Regions from separate parts of the Mus musculus genome. Here region 1 is linked to region 2. Evidence: chromatin contacts called from public promoter capture Hi-C data. All regions are on one chromosome and are shown on one strand. Each heading gives the region's core, a stretch centred on a gene start, on an enhancer-like site or on the middle of the called end of the contact. The rest is flanking DNA. Distances are from core to core; before and after follow the strand shown.

Region 1 (7,003 bases), core at 1,003-3,502, 540 kb after region 2:
GCAGAGGTGCCCATGGAGCCCAGAAGAGAGTGTCAGATCCCAGAGTTACAGGCAGTTTTGAGTCACCCAGGAGGAGTGCTGGGAACCAAATTCTGGTCCTTTGCAAGAGCAGCAAGTGCTCTTAATCATAGCACCGTCTTTCCAACCTCAACAAATCGTTTTTAGTGCAAGCAGGGCAATGCCAAACAGTGTCAGACTGTAAGAAGTCGCTTTCCAGACGAAGGCAGGCAGCCATCCTGGTGTCGGGGCCAAGATACATCATTTTTAAAGTGTGCTAATTCGCAGCTTACACATACATTAGGCCTCTACAAGGACACAACATGTTTCAGTGTGTAAACAACTGGTGTCAATCAGACGTGTTTGGTATTTAGGTGTGTGGTGTTTAATAGAGAGCCGTGGCTTCCCATGTGTTTTATTATTTTCAAAGTTGCTCTGGGTACTGGGTGTTCCCATTGCTGGCATGTGGTGTGGACAGCTCCCATGCCTGTCCCTGTACCACACTGGTTTCTCGATGTCCAGGAAGAAGGAAGGGCGTTCTCTTGGCTCAGAAGCTAAGCTTTCCTCTGGCCCTTGGTTGCCAGGGGCCCAGGGGGAACATCCAGGGGACAGTGGTAGGTCTCTGGTGGCCACAATGAGAGAATGTGTGGGCACCGGGCCAGAGGAAGAGGTAATTCCATGAAAAGGCCCAAGCCCTTCCCGAGAAGAAAGCATTAGGGACCCTTCCTCTGCCCTACACAGGGCAACCTGCAAGGGGTCGAGCAATGGGAAAGATCAGCTGATCTCCCAGCGGCAGATGGACCCCTGTGCAGCCCCTTCTTCCCGGAGCACCCAGCCTGCTGAGCCTAGCCTTCCTGATATCCTTGCACAGGTTACCAGTTCTTAGATCTGCCCCCCACAGGCCTCCCCTCTAAAGGAACAGGCCTCAACCCAGGGCTCCTGTCATGGGAAACATGCCTCTGACTGATCCTGCAAATTGGAGCATCTGATGTCTCCAGGCATGTGCCCGGCCTGTGGAAAGATGAAGTCACCAGGAAGCAGAAACAGTAGACAGCAGGCTGCTCTGCCCGGCATCAGCACCTGGCTCTTCCCTCTGCAGAATGCACATCGTGTCATGATCCCTCCCCTCACTACTCCTCCCCCCACAACCCCTCCCCCAGCCCCAGGGCTCCAGACTGCAGGTGCTACCTCCCAGGGTAAGAAACAGGGAGGTGCAGTGCCAGTGGGCTTCCTGAGCTGGGAGCCTGCAGGGCTACCTGATGCGTGGGCAAGGCTTGCCAGCAAGCAGCATGCACGCTGTGCCTGCCCAGGAAAGCCAGTTATGATACTAAGTCTTCAGCTTCCATACACTCCCTCTAAGACAAAGGCTTCTTGATACAATCAAATGGATGGCTTCCCACCGTGTCGTTATCCTGAACCCCTTCCCCAAGCCCCATCCCACCCCTCCTACGGGAGGGGGTTTTGCATGCCTTTTGTGCTTTTACATTCTCTCTCTCTCTCTCTCTCTCTCTCTCTCTCTCTCTCTCTCTCTCTCTCTCTCTCCTGACTTTGGTCCTCTGGCTTCACCCACTGAGTCACCTTGACAAGCTTTGGCCTCTTTAGTTTGATTTAAGAAAAAGGTCTCCAGATATAAGTCAGGCTGCCCTGGAACTCACTATGTGGACAGGCCACAAACTCAGCGATCCTCTCTCCCCAGCCTCCCCAGTGCTGAAATTGTAATGCAAGAGACGCCACGCCAGGCGCCAGGCGAAGCTTTGGGCTTTTACCAGAAGCTTTCTGGAGAGGTAAAGACTTTCAGTAGTGCCCCTTGGGGAGTCCCGTAAAGGCTTTAGGGAATACTCCAGGGGTCACCTGGGCTAGCACCTCATTCTGAATTGGGCTGGAGTGGGAACTGGAGCAGTGGGATGGGGGAGCAGTGGGCAGGAGTACCTCCCACCCTGTCGGAATGCAAATCACCGGCAGGGAGATGGATGATCCTGCAGGACAGCTCACAGGGTTCCCAGTGGGAGACATTTGTCATTTCCACTCTCCTGCAAGTTCCCCGCCTCTGTCATCCCTCCTCCCCTCCCTCCCATCCAGGTAGCTCCACTGGGCACAGGTGCCTGAGACAAACAAAGGCCGCTCCCTGCCCCCACCTCCTCCTGTCTGAAGGGATGATGTCTGGCCTGGTGCCACAGTAGATGTGGGCTGCCCAAGCTGTGCACAGAACAGCCTCTCTCAGGCATCAGGCAATGGCCCTTTGTCTCCCGCAGGGATAATTCGAAACCTCATACCTCTTTCCTCTGTGGGCTTCCCTGCTAATTGGCAAGTGTGTGCTCTGCGGCCATGCAGCTAAGATTTTCCATGATGTCAGCAGAGCGCCAAGATGCCTGGATTCACCCATCAGGCCTAGAGCGGGGGAACTGTCAGCCTGGTTGTGTTCCAGCAAGAATTAACATGCCGCTTGGCCCCCTCCTGCTGCCGCTGCTGTAGAAATGGCTGGTGAAGGGAGAGCCAGATGAATCTCTCCATCCCTGAGACTGTGACATTGCCAAAATATACAACACAACCATCATCCCGCCCTCTCCTTTCTGGGGTTCCTCACCTCTCTCAGAGGATAGAGAACACCACACAGGGAACAGGACTCAAGTGTTCCAGACCCAGTGCCAGGAAGTCGCAATCTATAAAGACAGAATGGGAGCCCTTTCTCAGTCCTGAGGAACAGCTCTGCCTGCCCGACTGCCTTCCATGTTTGGAGTGGATTCCCCAGTAATGGTGGACTGGGCTGGTGCATCTCGCCTCCCTTCTCTGCCCACAGCCTGCTCCACAAGCATTTCCCCCATTGAATTAAGAACTCCTTGTGGGATTGAGGTAGGGCAGAAAGATAGAAAAAATAAATAAGAGGGACAGGAGGAGAGAAGAAGCCCCGGGGAACAAGTTTGCCTTTCCTGTTGAAAATCAAGAAATTGTATCAACTTGTATCTTCAAGATGGCTCAGCAGGTAAAGATGCTGGCCTCCAAGTCTGAAGGCCTGAGTTTGATCTCAGGGTCCCACAGAGGGTCAGGGAGAGGATTGGCTCCCACAAAGTACACTCTGACCTTCACGTGAATGCTGTGGCACATATGCACATATGCATAAATTAATAAATCAATAAATGTAATTTTTAAATGAGAAAAGAAACTTCACCATAACTGATAAACCCAAAATTACCTATAGAGAGAAGCCCAAAGACTTCTCAACCACGGATGCTAAAAATAACGAATAGGGGCTGGAGTGATGATTCGGTGGTTATAGAGCACAGACTGCTCGTCCAGAGAACCCGGGTTCAGTTTCCAGCACGGACATGGCAGCTCACAGCTGTCTGTAACTTCAAAAAAGATCTGACAACCTCATACAGACTTTCAGGCAGGCAGAACACCAATATATACTTTTAAGAAGAAGGAGGAGGAGGAGCCGGGCAGCGATGGCACACGCCTTTAATCCCAGCAGTTGGGAGGCAGAGGCTGGCAGATTTCTGAGTTCAAGGCCAGCCTGGTCTACAGAGTGAGTTCCAGGACAGCCAGGGCTACACAGAGAAACCCTATCCAAAAAAAAAAAAAAAAGAGGAGGAGGAGAAAAAGAAAGGAGGACCACAAAGTTGCCCTCTGACTGTCAAACCAGAACAATGATGTATCTACACCCACACCCAGCACACACAGCAACAAGTACAATTTTAAAAACTGTTCAGTTTAAAAAATAAACTATGCCTACTAAGGGCCACAAAGTTTACAGCCTTCATTTTAACACACCAGGGTGCCTCTCTTCTCCAAACCTAAACAATGCGCTACAGAAAACTTCTTTATAATTCCGTTTCCAAAGAAATTAGTGTGTGGGGGGTGGGGTGGGGTGTGTAAGCATTTTCATGTAGATGCCCCAAAAGGCCAGACAAGAGCATTGAATCACCTGAAGTTGACAATATTAAGCCACCTTGGGGAGGTTAAAGTGCAAAGGCAGTGAGTGGGTGCTCTAAACCTCTGAGCCAGCACACCAGCTCTCCAAAAGTAATTCTTTAAGATAAAATAAGTAAGCTACCTCATATATTTAAATGTTGCTTTTGTTGTTGTTTGTTTGTTTGTTTGTTTGTTGTTTCCAGACAGGGTTTCTCTGTTGTAGCCCTGGCTGTCCTGGAAATCACTCTGTAGACCAGGCTGGCCTTGAACTCAGAAATCTGCCTGCTTCTGCCTCCCACATGCTGGGATTAAAGGTGTATAACACCACTGCTGGCTTATAAGGCCCCCTTTTTTTTTAAAGATTTATTTATTATTATATGTAAGTACACTGTAGCTGTCTTCAGACACAGCAGAAGAGTGAGTCAGATTTTGTTAGGGATGGTTGTGAGCCACCATGTGGTTGCTGGGATTTGAACTCTGGACCTTCAGAAGAGCAGTCGGGTGCTCTTACCCACTGAGCCATCTCACCAGCCCTATAAGGCCCCTTTAAAGACACATATCTTGAGAGATCTGTTGAGAAGCACACACCCATGGCGTGGAGCTTTGCTGTGCCCTTAAATCTAAGGCACAGGCTGGTCTTTAACTCTGCTCAATCAACTGGCTTTGCTCCCTGTTGGCTTCTCCCTGTTGGCTTGTCCTCAAATACTTTTCTGTGGTAAAAGGAAAGATCTGGGGCTGGTGAGATGGCTCAGTGGGTAAGAGCACCCGACTGCTCTTCCGAAGGTCCGGAGTTCAAATCCCAGCAACCACATGGTGGCTCACAACCATCTGTAACAAGATCTGACGCCCTCTTCTGGAGTGTCTGAAGACAGCTACAGTGTACTTACATATAATAAATAAATAAAAAAAAAAAAAAAAAAAAAAAAAGGAAAGATCTGGCTCTATCTTTGTGGTGTCCCTAAGGGGGAAGGAGATTTCTCAGGCTGCCAGCAGGCCCACTGAGCTGTGTGTCCCTGCTACCCTAACAAAACCAACACACGCTCAATTCTGGACAGACTTAAAACTCTTTGCCAGTGTTGGGATTGAATTGCCATCTTAGTGTTGAAAATATATTTCTCTCGCTGGCCTTATTTCCCTCACACGTTTACTGCCATCACTTCGAAGTCTTTTCTTGAATATTTGCTAGGTGGCAGCTCTGGATCACAACGGTTCTTACTGAGTCATGGGGCTGCAGATGAGTCGTACCCTGGGCTGACCCATGGCTCTGTTGACTGGCTAGCCATTACCAAGAGCTCCCAGAAACAAAGCCCCCATGTTTAGTCACCAGTATCCACATAAAAGCTGGTTCAGCGATGTGTGCCTGTAATCCCAGCCTTCCCTGGATCTGTCTAGCCAAACTGGTGAGCTCTAGGCTCAGTGAGGAACCCTGTCTCAAAAAATAAGGAGGAAAGTAATTGAGGAAGAAGACATCCATTGTTGACATTTGGTTTCCACAAGCTCGCATGTGTGCAAATGCATCCACTCGTCTACATATATGCACACACAGGAACCTATATATGCACACACAGGAACCTACATATATGCACACACAGGAACCAACATATATGCACACACAGGAACCTACATATATGCACACACAGGAACCTACATATATGCACACACAGGAACCTACATATATGCACACACAGGAACCTATATATGCACACACAGGAACCTATATATGCACACACAGGAATCTACATATGCATGGGGGAAGGAGGAGAAAGGAAAGGCTCCAGACCCAGCCTGTGTGCCACTTCAGGAGCTTGGCTCTGTCCCACCCTCATGTTCTATCTCCTGCCTTCGTCAGCCTCCAGCAGAAGCAGATACCTGGGGAAGCAAGCATTAAGCCCTTCTTGACTGTATCTTCCCTTTCGTCAATAAATAGCCCGAGACCCAGAATCAATGAAGACTCTGAGTTTATTCGCTTCTCTCTTTCTAGGTTTGTCTCTTCCCAACATGGAACTCCTCTGCTGGGGAGAAGGCCTGCCCCACCCCCTCTGTCACATCTCTTACCTGCCCCAGCTCTCTGTGGCCCATCCCAGGTTCCTCTTCAACCTGATGAAGCCTCCCCCTGCTAACATCCATGGTCCTGCTCCCATGCTTTCCTCCAGATGACTGTCAGCTCAGTGGCCCAGAGAGAGATGGACCAGGGTGCACTGTGAGAGGGGAGCGTCCGTGAGGGCAGGTGTTTGAAAATCATTGTAGTTAACTGGAGTGAATCCATGAACTGGAAGCATAAAAGGGAAGTGAGCTTTGAATTGTTTGTTGTGTACTTAAAGGGGTCATTGGAGAAGAGAACACAGGGGCATGTTCTTGCTTTCTTCAGGATTTCTACCTGGTTAATACTTTCTTGGGTATATTTATATGTGCATGCAGACACACACATACACATACATACACACACAGTCACACATACAAGCATACTCACACCTACACACTCATACACTCACACTCATATACTCACACAGTCACACAGTCACACACACAATCACACACAACATACTCACACATACAGTCATACACACCACACTCATACACACATACCACACTCACACACAGTCACACACACTATACTCACACATACACACATACTCACATATACACTCACACATACACACTCACACATATTCACACGCACTCACAAACACACACAGCCACACACACCACTCTCACACACATCACACTCACTCATACATACTCACAAACACATACACACCACACTCACACATACATACACACACGGTTATACACACACAATACATACATTCACACAGAGTCATATACACACCACACTCACAAACACACACACACACACACTCATACACACCACACTCAAAAACACACAGTCACACCACAGTCACAGATACATACACACAGTCACACACATACCACATTCATACATACACACACACTCACACACTCACATACACACTCACACATTCCCTCTGTCTCACACTCACATACACTCAGCACACACAGCCCTCTGCTGTCAGTAACATCTGTCTCTCTCACACATTCAAGGCTGCCCTGAGGCAGTCTTATCTACAAAGGAGAA
Region 2 (6,316 bases), core at 906-3,405:
TGGCTTCTTCTACTCTCATTTTCAGTAACTGGGGACAGCAAACGGTACTGCCAGCGTGGGTTACAAGAGAAAGATGGTTTGTTTAAAGACTATTCAAGTGTACAGGAGTTCACAGAACACTGCAACTTGAAGTGACCAGAATCTAGGGCTTGTAGGCACCCTAGTGGTGGTGGTGGCACTTTAATTGACTGTGGGAGATATGTTCTTTTTGCAGAAAGTTTTTTTTTTAGGTGAATTGCTACCTTTTTAAACTTTTATTTATTATTAGCAGTGTGTGTGTGTGCGTGCGCGTGTGTGCGTGCGTGTGAGTGTTCCAGTGCAGACTTACGTGTGCCACTTTTGATCTATTCTCTTTCCACCTTGGGATGTGGTGCTTGAACTCTGGTTAGTCAGTCTCAGACCCCAAGACAAATGGTGGCTATTTAACAAATCAAATATGACCTGGCTTCAGGTTCTTCCAGTCCCTACGGTTACAGGGTAGGGCTGGCATACCCTCTACCCTGAACTCTCCAGCCCAGGGACTGGGCTGCTCTTGCTCAGACGCTCTTCCCTATAATCCAGACATGTTGGTTACCTGCCCTGTCCCTGTATCCCTGCGTGCCCCAGCTCAGTCTGGGCTCCCAGATGCCCCTGCCTCGGGCTATGCTCTCTCTTCTATCTACGATAAATCGTCATCTCCACCACACTTAGGGACAGTCATTTCCTTTTTTTATTTTTATTTTTATTTTTTTAATTTCTATTTTTCATTCAGGTGCCAGGCTCGCAGGGTGAGCCTCTGTTCACATGGAGCATCCCCCCTGCCCTGTTTAGGTCATTTCTTTTCCTCTAGGGATAAGTAACAGGAAATGAGGAGGCGGTACCCCAACTGAGAAATTCCAGAAAGGGCCTTAAGAAAGGCGCGTTCTTCTGCAAATAAGACAGGCAGTGAAGGAAGGGTGAGGTTGGTTGGTTTGTTTGTTTTGGGGTTTTGTTTGGTTTATTTTTCTTGTTAGGGATCCAACCCAAGACCTTATGTATGCTGAATTACACCCCCAGCCTTTGAAAAAAAAAATGTAATTTGGTTGAGAATCAAGAAAGCCACCTCCACTTCTGTTCCAAGTAAGGGGAGGGTCAGGATTCCAAACTCAGCGGATGCTCCGCAGTCCCGCCCATCGGCTCCTTGCTGTGTCCCACCCCTAACCTTCAGGAGAACACGACTGGGGCCAGCCCGATCCGGTCCACAGTTTCACTCTGCGTATAAGAGCAGTTAATGCGTGTGTCACCCGAGAACGTTCACATGTCACACGTCTCCCTAGGCATGTGATTTCTCTCAGAGTCGCTAATGCTGGAGAAAACCAGCTGCCGGTGGAGAGGCTAGTGTGCCTTGAGGGTCAGGGCGAAGAGTCTCGTTCACTCAACCGCGAATGCTGCCCACGTGGAGGGGGTCCTGGTTGGACCGCTCAGTCCTACAGCTTTCCTGAGGCCACCTCTCTTTCAGCTGTTCCTCTGTGGTGAGGACGCAGGCCGGGGGACAGTCGCCAGTGATCCAGCTCTAAGTGCCTGATTGACTGGAGGTCATGCCTGACTCTCAGGGGGAAAATGAGGAGTCTCATTTAACTGATTTTATTTGTTTTGTTTTGTGTTTTGAGACAAGGTCTGTCTTGGTAGCTCTAGCTGGCTTGAAAGTTGCTATGTAGACCAGGCTGACCACTAGTTCCCTAAGATCTCTGTACCTCTGCCTCTAGTGTTGAGATTAAATGGACGAGGTGCCACACCAGCATATTTGCATGACTTTAAAGGAAAGAAAAGTGTACAAACAGATAACAGATACATGCACATCCAACACACACACACACACACACACACACACACACACACACACACACACAATTTCTTCTTTAGATTTCTACTCTGTTTTTTGCTTGGTTAATGGAAGAAAGAGACTTAAAAAAAAAACAAAACAAAAAACCAACAACAAACAAACCCAAAGTGGAGAGAAACTGCAGTTCATCTATACGTAGAAAACACCACATCAGAGCACAGCCGAGGGAGAAAACTGAGGCTGTGAGAAGGTCACGACCTTCTCCCACTGAGGCTGTCTCACAGTCCTTGGGGCTTCACAGGCTGGGAGGGGCCAGGCCGTCTTGCTGACACAGCTTTTTCTCATGGGAGTTCTGTAGGGCGAGAGGCGCATTGCCAGCACCATCCCATCCGCTGCACCTGCAAGGGCCTTTGAACAGGGGACTTCATCTGCTGGCCACGTCATGACCTCTGAGTGTGACTCTGTGGGCTTGACATTTGCATTGTGGCTTATAGCTAACTCTGTTCTGTCACACCTCAGATGTACACCCCCAAACACAGCCCCCAGGGCCCCATGCCCCATTCAACATTCTCCTGTCTCCTGTCCAGCCAGTAAGTAGCAACTAAACATGTTTCTCTCTCTCTCTCTTTCTCTGTGTGTGTGTGTCTGTCTGTCTGTCTGTCATCTGTCTCTGTATCTGTCTTTGTCTCTGTGTCTCTCTGTCTTTCTCTCTCTGTATCTTTCTCTTTTTCTATCTCTGTCTGTCTCTGTGTCTCTCCATATCTCTTTCTTTATCTCTTCCTCCCTCTGTGTCTCTGTATCTCTGTCTTTCTCTCTGTGTGTCTCGGTCTTTATCTCTCTCTGTATCTCTGTCTTTATCTCTCCCTCTGTCTTGTCTCTCCCTGTCTCTCTCTCTCTCTGTTCTCTCTCTCTCTCTCTCTCTCTGTTCTCTCTCTCTCTCTCTCTTGCAGAGAGGAGGGCAGCGAGGTTGAAGGAGCACCCTGTGGAGTGTTATCTTCTTCTGCCTTTCTATGGATTCCCAGGATCAAAGCCTGTGTGACAGGAGCCCGGATCCACATGGTCATCTTGCCAGCTCCTTCAGTGACTGCTTCTATTAGGAAGAATTGAGGGGAGTCTGGGGTTGGCTGGGGAAGCCAAGCTTACTCTCTAGATTGCTCAGCACTCTCCCGGGAAAGATCTTTCTTTTGCTGTAAAGACAGAGTCAGCCAGGCAGTGGTGGTGCAGACCTTTCATCCTAGCACTAGGGAGGCAGAGGCAGGGGGATCGCTGGGTTCTAGGACAGCCTGATCAACCAAGCAAGCTCCAGGGCTGTACCATAGAAAAACCCCGTCTCAAAAACAAAACAAAACAGACAGACTGCACACACACACACACACACACACACACACACACACACACACACACAGGGTCTCTGTAGCCTGGGCTGGCTCTGAACTTGCTATGTAGTTGCAGATGATCTTGAATTCTGATCTTCCTGCTTCTACCTCCCCAGTTCTGGGATTATACTTGTCCACCTTGTTTGGCAGGAAAGATATCTTAAAGGCCACTGGCTCTGGTTCCAGGTGCTTATCTAACACTGGAATCTGTCTGACAAGCGGTCCACAGAACATATCCTCCTTTCTTCCCCTTTGCATGTGGCTCGGAGATTGACCAGATCTTTGGGATGCTTTGCATCCTGGGGACCCCCAATGAAGCCAGGTGACACCCAGCTGCCTGACTGTAAGAGCAGCTTCCCTAAGTGGCCTGGGAAGGGGCTGGAGGAGGTGACACCCAGTTACAGAGCCAGAGGGCAGAGTGCCCTGTCTCCTAACATAACAAGACAAGCTAATATCCTGACAGGGCTCTTTTGGGGAAGTGACGTCACCACGCCTCAGGATGTGTAAGCTCAGGAACATTTTCCTTGGAATAAACTGTGTCCCCAGGGCTTCTTAATGAGCCCTTTCTGTGGGAACCACACAATAGTTGGATCCAACTGCCTGTTTTCACTCTGTTATGTTATCCCAAAAAGAGGCGTATCTTGTTTACTTGGTTTTCATTGAGGAACGTTCTTTGTCCTCCAAGGAATACATAAGAGCTCCTATCTTAGAACGTGTGAAGCCCTGAAAGGTAGCTTTTCCATGGAAGTCTTTAGGCTGAACCACTGAGCTCCGCTCCGGAGAGGAAATAGATCTTGGCCGTCAAGTGCTCTATACCTGGGACTGACAGGAGCTATTTCGGAAGGCTGAGCCCTCCCGCCCAACCACCACACACAAGGTGTTGGTGCTTGAGTGATGGCTGCTGGAAGCGGCTGTGCAATGGACACTTGCCTGGGTTGATAATGACACTCAAGAGCCAGCCAGCAGGCTGTGGATGGCTCCCTCTCAACGCCACCCCCCTCCCTAGGCAGACCCATTGCTATGAATAAAGGAAGCATGACGCAACTTGGATATTTAATTCTCCAAATAGCTCCAAGCTGGAAGCAACCGAAGATAATCAATTAAAGAAATGTGGATACATTTGTGCAGTGGGATGATGCTTAAGCTATTTTGATGAATAAGGGAGAAATGGGTTTTAGTGCACCGTATGATTTATTCATGGAATAACAGACTATGCTGGTTGGTTTTTGTCAACTTGACACAAACTAGAGTCGTTGGAAGAGAGAACCTTCATTAAAAGGATACCTCCTTCTCTTGATTAATGATTGACATAGGAGGGCCCAGTCCACTCTGGGCAGTGACAGCCTGGGGCAGGTGGTCCTGGGTTCTGTAAGAAAGCAGGCTGAGTAAGCCACGGGGAGCCACGCAGTAAGCCACAGCTCTCCAAGGCCTCAGCTTGAGTTCCTGCCTTGGCTTCCCTTAGTGAGGGACAGTGACCGGGACAGGGAAGCCAAATAAACTTTCCTCCCAAGCTGCTTTTGGTCATGGTCTTCATCCCAGGGATAAACACCTACGAAGGATGCAGAGTCCGACTAAGGTAATCCACACTGATGGGAGTCAGAAAACCCCTGCTGTGGGGAAGACTCGGCCAGAAGAGAGCATCTGGGACCTGCACAGCAGACGGACACCCAGAGCCGTTCATTCCCTTAACATAAATTCTACAAGAAACATACCATGCATGCATTATGGGATGTATTGTTGGTCCCATCTGTAAAGTCCAAGACAGTAAACCAAAGCTCTGAAAGAAGAGATGGCAGAGTGCTTGCCTGGCATGCACAAAGCCCTGGGTTCAGTCTCCATCACCATGGAAACAAGACATGCTGCCACAGGCCTGTCATCCCAGCACCTGGGAGGAAGAAACAGGAAGATACGGTGTTCAAGGTCATCCGCAGCTGCCTGGTGAGTTCAAACCCTTCTCCCACTCACAGGTCTCAGGACATCCCAGTACTCCTCAATATCCATCAGTGCCCCTCAGTGCCCCTCAGTACATCCCAGTACCCCTCAGTCGCCCTCAGTGCCCCTCAGTACATCCCAGTACCCATTAGTCGCCCTCAGTGCCCCTCAGTACATCCCAGTACCCCTCAGTCGCCCTCAGTGCCCCTCAGTACTCCCCAGTACCCCTCAGTCGCCCTCAGTGCCCCTCAGTACATCCCAGTACCTCTCAGTCACCCTCAATGCCCCTCAGTACATCCCAGTACCCCTCAGTCGCCCTCAGTGCCCCTCAGTACTCCCTCAATACCCCTAGGTTCTCCCCAGTACCCCCTCAGTACTCCTCAGTACCCCAGTACCCCTCAGTGCTTCTCAGTACCCCTCAGTGCTCCCCAGTACCCCTCAATACTCCTCAGTGCTCCTCAGTATCCCCTTGATACCCCTAGGTGCTCCTCAGTGCCCCTCAGTACCCCCTCAGTACTCCTCAGTACCCCTCAGTACTCCTCAGTACCCCTCAGTGCTTCTCAGTACCCCTCAGTGCTCCCCAGTACCCCTCAATACTCCTCAGTACTCCTCAGTATCCCCTCAATACCCCTAGGTGCTCCTCAGTGCCCCTCAGTACCCCTCAACACTCCTCAGTGCCCCCTCAGTACTCCTCAGTACCCCTAGAAGCCCCTGAGTATTCCTCAGTGCTCCTTAGAACTCTTCAGTACTCCTCAATACCCCAATACCCCTCAGTACCCCTCAGTGTCCCTCAGTACCTCTCAGTGTCCCTCAAGATCCCCGAGACGGATGTTGGCTGCTAAGAACAGCTGCAGATCTGAAGGGCAAGAGGCAGGTGGGAGGGAGGCAAGGTCAGTCAGTCCGCAACCCCACCGAGTGGAGATCTTTCTACAACACAAATCACAGGACCACCTGGTCACCATGAGACCACGCTTCGGTCTTGATGCTGCTTTTCAAGGGCTCACAGCAGTGAAGCACTCGGACCCTGATCCTTGCTACCCTCCCCTCGCCGTTCCCAGTTGTACGGCTTTATCTGCTTTGTCTTCGTTCATTGCGGTTGTGCCATCCAGAAACTGTCCCTGTTCCTACTCCCTCAGGGACTGACAGCCCACCTTGCACATGGGAAACCCAGGCATGGGTCTCTTCTTTGAAAACCCCCTGGCAGTGG

Evidence for each region. Promoter capture Hi-C pulls out the DNA fragments that hold promoters and counts their contacts.
Region 1: a contact with region 2 is called in a promoter capture Hi-C map of cranial neural crest. The contact joins two enhancer-like sites.

What each region holds. Positions count from the first base shown.
Region 1 is chr11:117,626,204-117,633,206 of GRCm38.p6, forward strand. It overlaps Gm35170 (a long non-coding RNA gene), which reads right to left. Exons shown (of 4, transcript XR_003949818.1): 2 at 2,582-2,657; 3 at 2,271-2,475. Among named protein-coding and RNA genes, the nearest start is that of Gm35170, 10 kb to the right of the region's middle. Within about 2 kb of position 2,253, at least 124 of the 459 cell types and tissues checked have an H3K27ac peak or open chromatin away from gene starts, as enhancers often do.
Region 2 is chr11:117,090,731-117,097,046 of GRCm38.p6, forward strand. No RefSeq gene overlaps it. Among named protein-coding and RNA genes, the nearest start is that of Mir6516, 17 kb to the left of the region's middle. Within about 2 kb of position 2,156, at least 115 of the 459 cell types and tissues checked have an H3K27ac peak or open chromatin away from gene starts, as enhancers often do.